Regions from separate parts of the Mus musculus genome. Here regions 1 and 3 are each linked to region 2. The links are chromatin contacts, called in public HiChIP or PLAC-seq and promoter capture Hi-C maps. All regions are on one chromosome and are shown on one strand. Each heading gives the region's core, a stretch centred on a gene start, on an enhancer-like site or on the middle of the called end of the contact. The rest is flanking DNA. Distances are from core to core; before and after follow the strand shown. Region 1 holds the start of Dhdh (dihydrodiol dehydrogenase (dimeric)). Region 2 holds the start of Fuz (fuzzy planar cell polarity protein). Region 3 holds the start of Ftl1 (ferritin light polypeptide 1).

What was found. HiChIP or PLAC-seq counts read pairs in DNA pulled down with a chosen protein or histone mark. Capture Hi-C pulls out chosen DNA fragments and counts their contacts.
Region 1: a promoter capture Hi-C map of liver shows a contact between it and region 2, with 4 times the contacts expected there. The contact joins the promoter of Dhdh here to the promoter of Fuz in region 2. A contact is called at or near these places in 1 of 115 datasets of contacts at active chromatin or transcription factors (astrocytes) and 1 of 9 other capture datasets (liver).
Region 3: a contact with region 2 is called in an H3K27ac HiChIP or PLAC-seq map of thymic regulatory T cells, with 4 times the contacts expected there. The contact joins the promoter of Ftl1 here to the promoter of Fuz in region 2. A contact is called at or near these places in 3 of 39 promoter capture datasets (cranial neural crest, liver and neural stem cells), 1 of 484 Hi-C or Micro-C datasets (CD8 T cells), 4 of 115 datasets of contacts at active chromatin or transcription factors (astrocytes, bone marrow-derived macrophages, pancreatic cancer cells and 1 more) and 3 of 9 other capture datasets (adipose tissue, liver and macrophages).

What each region holds. Positions count from the first base shown.
Region 1 is chr7:45,487,176-45,490,719 of GRCm38.p6, forward strand. It overlaps Dhdh (dihydrodiol dehydrogenase (dimeric)), which reads right to left and starts at 1,630. Exons shown (of 7, transcript NM_027903.4): 1 at 1,499-1,630; 2 at 885-996. The coding sequence starts at 1,588. It also overlaps a transcript of Tulp2 not described here.
Region 2 is chr7:44,894,302-44,897,483 of GRCm38.p6, forward strand. It overlaps Fuz (fuzzy planar cell polarity protein), which reads left to right and starts at 1,778. Exons shown (of 11, transcript NM_027376.3): 1 at 1,778-2,061; 2 at 2,246-2,367; 3 at 2,614-2,698; 4 at 2,960-3,028. The coding sequence starts at 1,951.
Region 3 is chr7:45,458,127-45,461,456 of GRCm38.p6, forward strand. It overlaps Ftl1 (ferritin light polypeptide 1), which reads right to left and starts at 1,760. Exons shown (of 4, transcript NM_010240.2): 1 at 1,404-1,760; 2 at 958-1,104; 3 at 409-534; 4 at 1-157. The coding sequence starts at 1,505.

The DNA.
Region 1 (3,544 bases), core at 380-2,879, 590 kb after region 2:
TGGTTTGGCCAGCTGCAGAGAGTTTCTGCGATTGTGTGACTTTTGGAATTCTGGCGACTTTTCAGAGGTCTATAAATGCTAGAGTCCCAGAGGTGGATTGTTGGTCAGGGCTTGTGAAGGAGTTATGTACAAAGAAGAAACAAGGAGAAATTAGATATTCTGACAGGGAAGATCAAACTTGCCCATAATCAGCAGTCTCCGATTAACATCCCCCCAAACTCCCTTTCTGACCCCTGGCTTTACTCAGGGGTCTCCTTTCTTCCCTCTCTTTTCTTCTTATGTAGTGTTAGGGGGTTGAAAGGGTGGAAGAACCCACAAAGTAGCAAAAGACAGTTACACTTTTGGGAGGCTGAGGCAGGAGGACAGCCAATTGGAGGCTATGTGTGAGGTCTATCTCAAAAGCCCAAGTGGCCAAGCATGCTTGCCTACACCTTTAATCCCAGTGCTTACAAACTGGAAGCCAAGGCAGGTGGATCTCTGAGAATCTGAAGCCAGCCTGGTCTACATAATAAAGTTTCAGGCCAGCCAGGGCTATACAGTGAGTGAGACCGTCTCTCAAAATAAAATAAAAGTGTGGGATTCAGCTCGGCGGAGCTTTTGCCTAATGTGTGAGAGGCCTTGGGTTCCATATCCAGTATCGCAAAATAAACAAGTAAATAAATTCTTACCAGATTTTCTAGCCTTGGGAGAAACTTAAAACTTAGCCTTGGCTAAGCACAGATTAATATTGTTCAGCCAGTCTCGGGTCACGTGTAAGCCTATTAACTGTCTCCTAACCAGGCCGAGCCTGAGCCTTTCCAAAGACCACCCCTGCAGCCCAGTGCATCTGTAGGCAAGAAGCAGTGCCTAGCTCTGCCCCCACCTCCCTGGTCCAGGCCACTCACCCACGTTTGGGTCCTTGGCCAGTTCCTCATAAGAGCCATAGGCCTTGGGGATGTTGAATTTCTGTGCGAACTCCTCGGCCCGGTTCAGGTCCCTCGCAGCTACCGCTACCACCTAGCGTGGGATTCAAAGGGTTGAGATGTGGAAGACAAAGTAGACGAGCTATGGAGGAGGCTGCAGTGGGGAGCATCTAGCCTCCTCCAAGATGGCTAGGGAAGGTATTACTGGTGGGGAGGGGAAGCAGATTGGGGGGGGGGGCAGACTTAGGCTGTGCTTGGTACATGGCAAGACTGAATAGAGAGGAAAGGGGAGTCTGTAAGCAAGCCCAGGATCCTCCCCGACTGCCCCATGGCTTCGCCTCCCAGCAGCTGATACCTACCCCCTGCAAACCGCGAGCCCCTCAGACTGGGGCGCATAGGAGGTGTGAGCTGAAAACAAATCTCTTATGGCCTTGGGGACCAGAAGGGTCCCCTTCTCTTCTCAGAGTCACTGCCTTAGACCTAGGGACTCTCCTCCCTCACACTCGGGGCTCCCTCGTTCCTCGGACTAGGGACTCTTTCTTAGACCCTCGGCTCCACTCCTCCCTCGGACCCAGTGTCTTCCAAGGGACGTGCACCTGGTGCTCCGAGGAAGGCAGTGAGCTCAGCACGGTGGTAAAGTCGTTGGCAATTAAGCCAGCCGACACGATGCCCCAGCGCAGCGCCATTTTGCACGTCTTCTGCCTGCGGGGGCCGGAGGCGGGGCCAACGCCACCCCGCGCTGCAAGCCGCCCGCTTCCCTTTGACCCTCAGGACACGACCTCAGGACGTGAAACCGCAATCTCTCCACCCGTCTCCTCCTTCCCCTCCTCCCTGCGCCCGCCCTTCTCCCTCCCTCCTTCTCCTTCTCCTTCTTCTCAGTGCCTAACTCTTGCCCAAGCTGGCCTGCAATTCACAATATATATATATAGCCAAGGCTGCTTGCTGACCATAAACTCAAGGCAATCCTCCTGCCTCAGCTCCTTGAGTGCAGCAATACAGGCATACACCACCGTGCCTGTCTTTCAAGTTGCCTTTTTACTTTTTATTTTGAGATGGGGATTTGCTATTGTTATCAATTAGTCTGTGGGGCCCGGGCGTGGTGGCGCACGCCTTTGATCCCAGCACTCTGGAGGCAGAAGCCGGCGAATTTCTGAGTTCGAGGCCAGCCTGGTCTACAGAGTGAGTTCCAGGACTGCCAGGGCTACACAGAGAAACCCTATCTCGAAAAAAAAGCCAATAAAATAAAATAAAATAAAATAGTCTGTGGTCTCAAGAAAATGACCACAGGATCCAAAGTATTTCTGACAAAGCAAACGTTTTACTTCTGGAGAGGACCCAAGTTCTGTCCACTTGGCAGCTCGAAACCATCTTCCAGGATATCCAGTGCCGCCTTCTGTCCTCTGAGGGCACCAGGCATGCACATGGTGGGCATGCATGCATACAGACAAAACTCTTCAACGCATAAAATAAATTAGGAAGGAAGGAAGGAAGAAAAAGAAAATATGGAGGAGGAGGATTCCTTGGAACCAGAGTTGCAGGTGGCTGTGAGCCGTTCATTATATAGATGCTGGGAAGAACAGTAGATGCTCTTAACCTGAGCCCTCTCTCCACCCCCCAGATTATGTCTTTACAAGTCTCTTTAATGATGGAACTTGATTTATCTCACTTGCCGTCGAGAGGGGAAAGAATGTGCACCTTACTGATAATAGCTCCTCTTCACTTACAGCCCAGTTTCATTCTCTCTCGTCTGATCCACTGAACACTGACTGACTGTGCCCAGGTGTTCACAAGTCTCCTATTTAGTAAGGCATAGGAGGCTAATCAGTTATTGTGCTTAACTGATTGAACTAAGTGGCGGCGAGGCAACAGGGACTTTCAGCACTGGAGCGAGGGAAGCCAGGGCTGAGGTCACCTTCTCCTCCCATCTTCACGTAAGCCTTTGCCAGGAAAGACCGTTCCCTGTCACAGGCGCCACAGGTACACGTGCTTAAGATAGCAATCCTCCTGCCTCAGCTTCCCAAGCAGCTCGTACGGACAGGCCTGGATCACAGGCCTCAGAGCTGGTCCTGTGTCCTGTGACCCCTGGAGTTAGGGACAGAGTTGTCTTCCATGTCCTTCTGTTTCTTCTTGGCTTAGCCCTGGACCTCTCTGGGGGTCACTTTTCTGTTCTGGAGACTGAAGTCCCCACAGTTTCTACTTAGAAGAAAGTCTTAAGAGGATTAACTGAGTTCTATGGCCTATTATGTAAATATACTCAACCGGTTGGCAAAGTCTACCTTCACCAAGACTCCAATTTCCCTTGCCTGTAAGACCTTGGTAGCTGGAGGCGGTGCCCAGATTGTAAAAACCCCAAAGAGATCACCAGGAATCACAACCTGCTGTAATTGCAGGGTCTTTATTCAAGTTTGAGCTTAGGTCCCCAACCTTCTTGATGGAACAGGAAAGAGTGAAGCCTCTAAGTGAAGGGGGGTTATAAAGGAAAAAACCCCACAAGCAGGGTTTTCAAGCCGTGGCATTACAGGAGAGGATAAAGGAATGCCGCCCTCAAACCTGTAACATTTCTTCAGACGGGGGTGGGGGGTAGGGGGGTGGGGGGGGATCAGAACGGCACAGCTGGAAAGGGACCTTTCTGACCTGGGAAA
Region 2 (3,182 bases), core at 528-3,027:
TTAAATTATTTAATTTAATAAACAAAGCAATTGCTCTCAGACATACAGTAATCAAGCAGCTAAAACTGCTAACTCAGCAGGGTGTAGCAATGCAACATGGGAGAACTGAGCATAAGGACCAAGGCCAGCCTGGGCTACACAGCACGATTTTGTCTCAAAAAATTATTTTGTTTTATTGTATCATTTAAAATACAGAAGGAGAAATCTAATATTTGTCGGTGGAAAAAATTGTTCAATTCCTTGCACTTATCAAAATTGAGTATAGCCGGGCAGTGGTGGTGCACGCCTTTGAGGCAGAGGCAGGTGGATTTCTGAGTTTGAGGCCAGCCTGGTCTACAGAGTGAGTTCCAGGACAGACAGGGCTACACAGAGAAACCCTGTCTCAAAAACCAAACAAACAAACAAACAAACAGAGTATAAAAAGACATTAGAAGGGCTGAGATGGGGGCTGGACTGGACTGGAGAGATGACTCAGCTGTTAAGAGCATTGACTGGTCTCCCAAAGGTCCTGAGTTCAAATCCCAGCAACCACATGATGGCTCACAACCATCTGTACAGCTACAGTGTACTCGTATATATAAAATAAATAAATAAATCTAGAAAAAAAAAAGAAAGGAAGAAAGAAAGAAAAAAGAAAGGAAGAAAGAAAGGAGACTGAGATGTTGAAAAAGGAATCGGAATTTCAAGGACACATGGCAAGTCCCAGGTCTGCATGGGCTACATGAGACCACACCTCAAAAATACACTAAACAACAACAAGCAAAAGAGAAAGAAAGGAAAGCAAAGAAAAAGAGAGTGGCTGGCATTCGCCATTCCAGGCCAAACAGCTACCCTGAGTTCCAGGCCAACCAGGCCTAAAGGCTGCAACTCACCCAGAAAGTAGAAAATAAAGACACGAAGCTGTAGCCATACTATTTTAATAGCCATACTATTTTAAACTAGAAAATAAATTTTGATTCTTACAGTGCGTGTGCCATGGCATGTGTACAGAGGCCAGCTTTGTGGAGTGAGCTCTCTATTCTACCATGAAGATTCCAGGGGTTACAAGCTTCTCAGGTCTTCATGGCAAGCCCTGGGATGTGCTGAGCCATCTCCCTGGCTCCTAGCCATCCTTTGGAAGAAAGCTTTGGAAGTGATAGTACAGTGATCATATCTGTGAAAATCTGTCTTGCTACCTCGGTGCTAACTTCTATTGTTGCATGGAACAAAGTTTTCCGTGTTTTACCTTTCGACACGATACACCATCATTGGCATTAATTCGTTACAGAAATTACGTGGTTTTCATGATTTTGGAAAAGGTTCTCTTCTGCCTTTCACTAATAACAAAAACAACCATCTCATTTGGTGGTTACTAGGCAACACTGCCTGGATCAAACCATTCTGAAAAAATGAGAGGGAGACGGTGGCACAGCGGTTCGGAGTTTTGAAACAGAAATTATTGTGAATGGTAGTTGCTAGGCAACGCCTGAGCATACGGCCATCTTTGACTGGGGCAGGGTATTTCCCACTATGGAATGAAAGGCCACGCTGCAGTTGCCAGGCAGTGCCTTAGCACTGTCCCCATCCTCAACCAGTTGTTTAAAAAAAAAAAATTAGCACGTAATTACAGCACACATGAAGGTTTGTAGGCAACACCTTAGCACCATCACCATCTTCAAACTAGATTCTTCATTCTCGTTATACAAAAGATGTGAAGCTGTCCAGGAACAACTTGAACGCTTGGCAAGCAATACTTGTCGCCATCTTTGTTAGGGTCATGATGACTTCCGGCCGGGGCGGAAAAAGAATCCTGTTGGAGGGGCTGAGTTGATGAAGGCAGGAATTTAGCCATCCGGCTTCTCGCCCTCTGGCGGCTCCAAACGGCAGGCCGACTTGCTTTCACTACCCGCATGCTCCTAGATCCACACCGAGAGTCTCCAGGGGGGTGACTTGTCGGGTGCGGGCTTCCAGATGGGGGATGAGGGGCCGGGAAGCCCGGTGCATCTGCTGTGCCTCGCAGCCTCTAGCGGGGTTCCCCTGTTTTGTCGGAGTAGCAGCGGCGGCGCCCCCTCCCGTCAACAGGTGGGGGCATTCGACTCCTTCGTCTAAATAAGGGGTTTGGGAAGCTGGGATGGCATACCGTGCAGGGAGTAGAGGCTCGGAGCCTTTAGGGGACTAATAAGCCTGGTTTCCTGAAGAACTTTGGGGGGATGTGGGGAGACGGCAAAGTGGGACAGTGAGGTCTCAATGCTTCCCCACTCTTCAGCTTCCTTTCTCTGTCATCGGCTCTCTCAATGGAGTCCACATGTTCGGCCAGAATCTGGATGTGCAACTGAACTCTGCAAGAACGGAAGACACAACCGTAGTGTGGAAGAACTTCCATGACAGGTCCCTTGGCGGGAGCAAGGGAACAAGATCTGGGCAGTGGTTCCTGGCTTAGGTGACCCCAGAGTCCTGCCAGTGGTGACTTGGCTGTGGGAATCTTTGATAAGCTACTCACCCTCTCTGATCCCTGCGTTCCCAGCAGAATGTAGCCAGCAGCATAGGAATAGCCCAGAGACGCTGAAGCGCTTGGCTCCGTTTCCCAGGCCTGACCTCTACTTCATTCTTGCTTCTCTTCTTTCCTCCCCACAGTATCACTCTCATTGTTCTGTCATCTGAGGAGGGCACCTCTGAGCTGAGGCTGGAAAGAATGCTCCACATGGTGTTTGGGGCCATGGTGAGACTGGGCCCTTTTTTCTCCAAAACTCAAGAGAGCTGCACCCCCAGCCTCTTCTCCTTAGTCCAGACCTGCATTTTTTTCTCACACCCAGACATCCAGACCTCAGCCCTCTTCCCTCATACCTAGGAGTCCAGGAGCCCGACCTCCACCTTCATACACAGGGATCCAGACCTGGCCTTCCTCTCAACACCCATTCAAATACTGTCCTCTCTGACTAGATCCTATTAAGGACCCCGCTGTCCTATGTGATTCTTCTAGGTTCTCATTGTGGGACTTGAGGAGCTGACCAATATCCGGAATGTAGAAAGACTGAAGAAAGAATTGAGGGTGAGGCTGTGGGATGTGAGTGACGTTAGGATCCCTAAGTCGTGCCCATTTGTCTGGAACTACAATTCCCACTATGCATAGGGAAAGCCCATGGGTTCTTGAAGAGCTTGTTTAATCCTGGAGCTGGCCTCAGGTTTTTCTGGGCTGATCTGGC
Region 3 (3,330 bases), core at 510-3,009, 560 kb after region 2:
GGCGCTCAAAGAGATACTCGCCCAGAGACCCCTGGGGCGCGCCAGTCTGCGCTGGTTGTGGCCCCGCCACCCTGCGGAGGTTGGTCAGATGGTTGCCCATCTTCTTGATGAGTTTCACCTCCTTATCCAGATAGTGGCTTTCCAGGAAGTCACAGAGCTGTAAAGGAAGGAAGAGACATCAGACACCGAGTTCTAAGAGACAGGTGTGAGCAGGAAGCTTTAAAAAAAAAAAATCCTGCCCTCAAGGGCAGGTAGGTAGGTAGGTAGGTGTGTCCTCAGTACTGTGTGTGGTGCTTCTGCAATCTGCACTCGGGAGGCAGGAGGATTAAATTATTGGGAGCTGAAAGCCAACACACAACAGTCTAGGTTTTGTCAGAGAAGGGAAGAAATGATTAGCAAGGTACTTACATGAGGGTCCGCGCGGGCAGAACCCAGGGCATGCAGATCCAAGAGGGCCTGATTCAGGTTCTTCTCCATGGCCAAGGCAGCTTCCATGGCCTCCTGGGTTTTACCCCATTCATCTTGAGATGGCTTCTGCACACAAGAATATCAAGCCTAGATTACATCCTTCACCCAGCCAATATAAAACTGACTGCACAGGAAAAGTGGGCACAGTGGGGAAAAATAATGGGATACTGTCTTTAATCCCACCACTGAGAGACTGGGCGAGAAGACAGGAGGATCTCTTGATAGGAGGCAACCTGGTCTACATTGTGATTTCCATGCTAGCTAGAGAGACACCGCCTCTCCCCAGCCCAGCAGTCCTCATCTGTATTCTGTAATTACCCCCATTTTCCAGTTTCTGACATCCTGGTGGGTTTAGTTGCTCTACATACTCCTATTGTCTACACTAGTCCTGCCACCACTCCCTTCCAAGACGTCTATCCGGATGCCCAAACTATGGGGATGGCAAGTAAACGCACATGCTCGGTAGTGCCCAATACCCCCGCTTCTTACCTGCACATCCTGGAAGAGTGCACGGCCCCCGCGATCGTTCTGAAACTCGAGGAGACGCTCCGCGCCCTCGCGCTTCTCCTCGGCCAATTCGCGGAAGAAGTGGCCTACGCCCTCCAGAGCCACGTCATCCCGATCAAAAAAGAAGCCCTGCGGGAGGTTACAAATACGAGTTAACGGAACGCGGTGGCTCGGCTCACACTGTAAACTTCAATCGCAACACTCAAGAGGTAGAGGCAGTACGTGTGAGATTTCGAGGGCAGCCCGGTCTGCCCAGCGAGTTCCAGTCAGACAAAACTACTATGTACACAGCGCGCAGGGAGAGGGAGAGGTCGGAGCACAGTCTCTGCCCTGCATGGAACAAAGAAGGCCCGCGCATGCGCAGGAGGGTGGGTGTGATGGACCCCCCCCCCCCCCCCCCGTTCAGAAGGCAACCCCGAGCTGCTCACCAGAGAGAGGTAGGTGTAGGAGGCCCGCAGGTGCAAGTTGACCAGGCGGTTCACGGCAGCTTCCACCTCGGTGGAATAATTCTGACGAATCTGAGAGGTCATGGCTGATCCGGAGTAGGAGCTAACCGCGAAGAGACGGTGCAGACTGGTCCTAGGAGCTGAAGGCAGCGAGGAGATGGTCCCGGAGGCTGCGACTGGAGAGACTTGTAAAGGCGGCTGGAAGCGAGTACAGTGGGAATCCCCGGGTCTGTTCCGTTCAAACACTGTTGAAGCAAGACACAGATCCACGGGACCTCCAAGGCGCTGCTCTAAGTCCCGGGCAAGGAGCGCTCCTTTTATAGCATGTTGACCCTCCGGAGGGAGGGGTGCCCCAGGCCCGAGACTAACCAATCGGCGGTGGCGTGAGGCGGAGACGGAAAAGTATACTTGACCAATCCGGAGCTGAGGGGAACCTCGCTCCCCACCCACCCAGTCCCATGAGATGAAGTCACGGGACTGGAGCGCGAGGCCTTGTGAAATGGAGGCTTGGGGGAGGGGCGGTGGTCCGGATCCGGAGGCGCAACCTGGAGGGGTCGCAGGGTTCTGGGCTCCGGGTCACTGAGACCCTGGGGAGGGGATGACTTCGAGGTCCTTTTCTGGGTGTCTCACAAAAGAGAATTTTGGGGCCTGAGAACATGGATCTGGGGATGGGCTGAGTGTGGGGTAATGTCTGTAAATGCAAAGGGAACCTCCATATGTCCAATTGCACACAATGAAGGGATATGTCACGTCATGAGGAAGTCTGGTATTCCAAAGATTCTAGAGATCTCCTTGAGGGAATGGAAGGGATGCCCAGAAGTATAGGGTTTTAGGTTCACCATAGGAACTAAGATTGTTTGCTTGTTTTTCTGTTTTCTGTAACCCAGGAGGTCGTGAAGCCCTTTGAGGGCTTGGAGTGGGCAGAGAGCCTTGGGTTACCGTGTGTGCACCTCCCTCGGGTGCTCTGGAAGGTGACATGTGGAGGCCCAGACAGGACTTTGGAGTTCTGGTCAGCCTGTCTGTCTGGGTCTGTGTCAGTGAACCTGTCTTTCTAGAAACAGACACGCATGATGGCGCTTGGAGAATTGCTGGGCTCCTTCCTGGAGTTTGGTCCAGAAGCCTCCTTGCAGGTTGCTCTTTTGGAATCAAAAGGCCCGAGAGTTAGGGAGAGCAAGAACTCAGGACCCAGAAACAGACAGTCAGTCTTACGCAGAACAGTTGGGGCATGCAAGGCCCAACTGGACTTTTGAGGACAGGACGGGCTCATACCAGGGTCTAATCTCAGAAGCCTGGGAAGAGAGCAAAGGGAAACGAGCCCAATCATGAAAAGGGGCTAAAGGAAGAAACAGTAAGATGGGTCAAGGGAGCCACGCGGAGCAGGAAGAATGTGCTGCTGAGGCCCTTAGTGGAAGGGGTAGCAAGGCCAGTTCTGCTGAGTCACGCTGAGCTCAGCTAGGCAGTGGGGCGGGCGGCAGGCCACACCCGGGCTGACAGCCAGAAGTCCCCCGGCTAAGGGGCTTGTGGTCTGTTTTCCCTGTGTGGTCAGGCAGCTGTACGGCTCTGGAGTGGCTAGCCTACACGTATCTTTCTCCTGACTTGACGTCTGCGGTGGTCTGTTGATTTGGGGGTCAGAGTTACTCATTAACCACAGTGCTCCAGAACCTGACCTCTGGCCTTCAACCCGACAGGCCTGGACAAGGCTGTAAAGGTGGAAAAAGATAAAACCCGGAAGCCACAGGGGACAAGGAAAGGAGAGAGGTACACAAATTTGAGTGGCAGAATCTCAGACTGGGGGATTGAGGGTGGAACAAAAGACCAAGTCCCCTTAAAATGGCTTCCTCTTCCCTTCTGGCACCTCTGGTAATCCAGCATCTAGGAGTCTGCTCCAGTTCCGGTGGCCTCCTCCCTC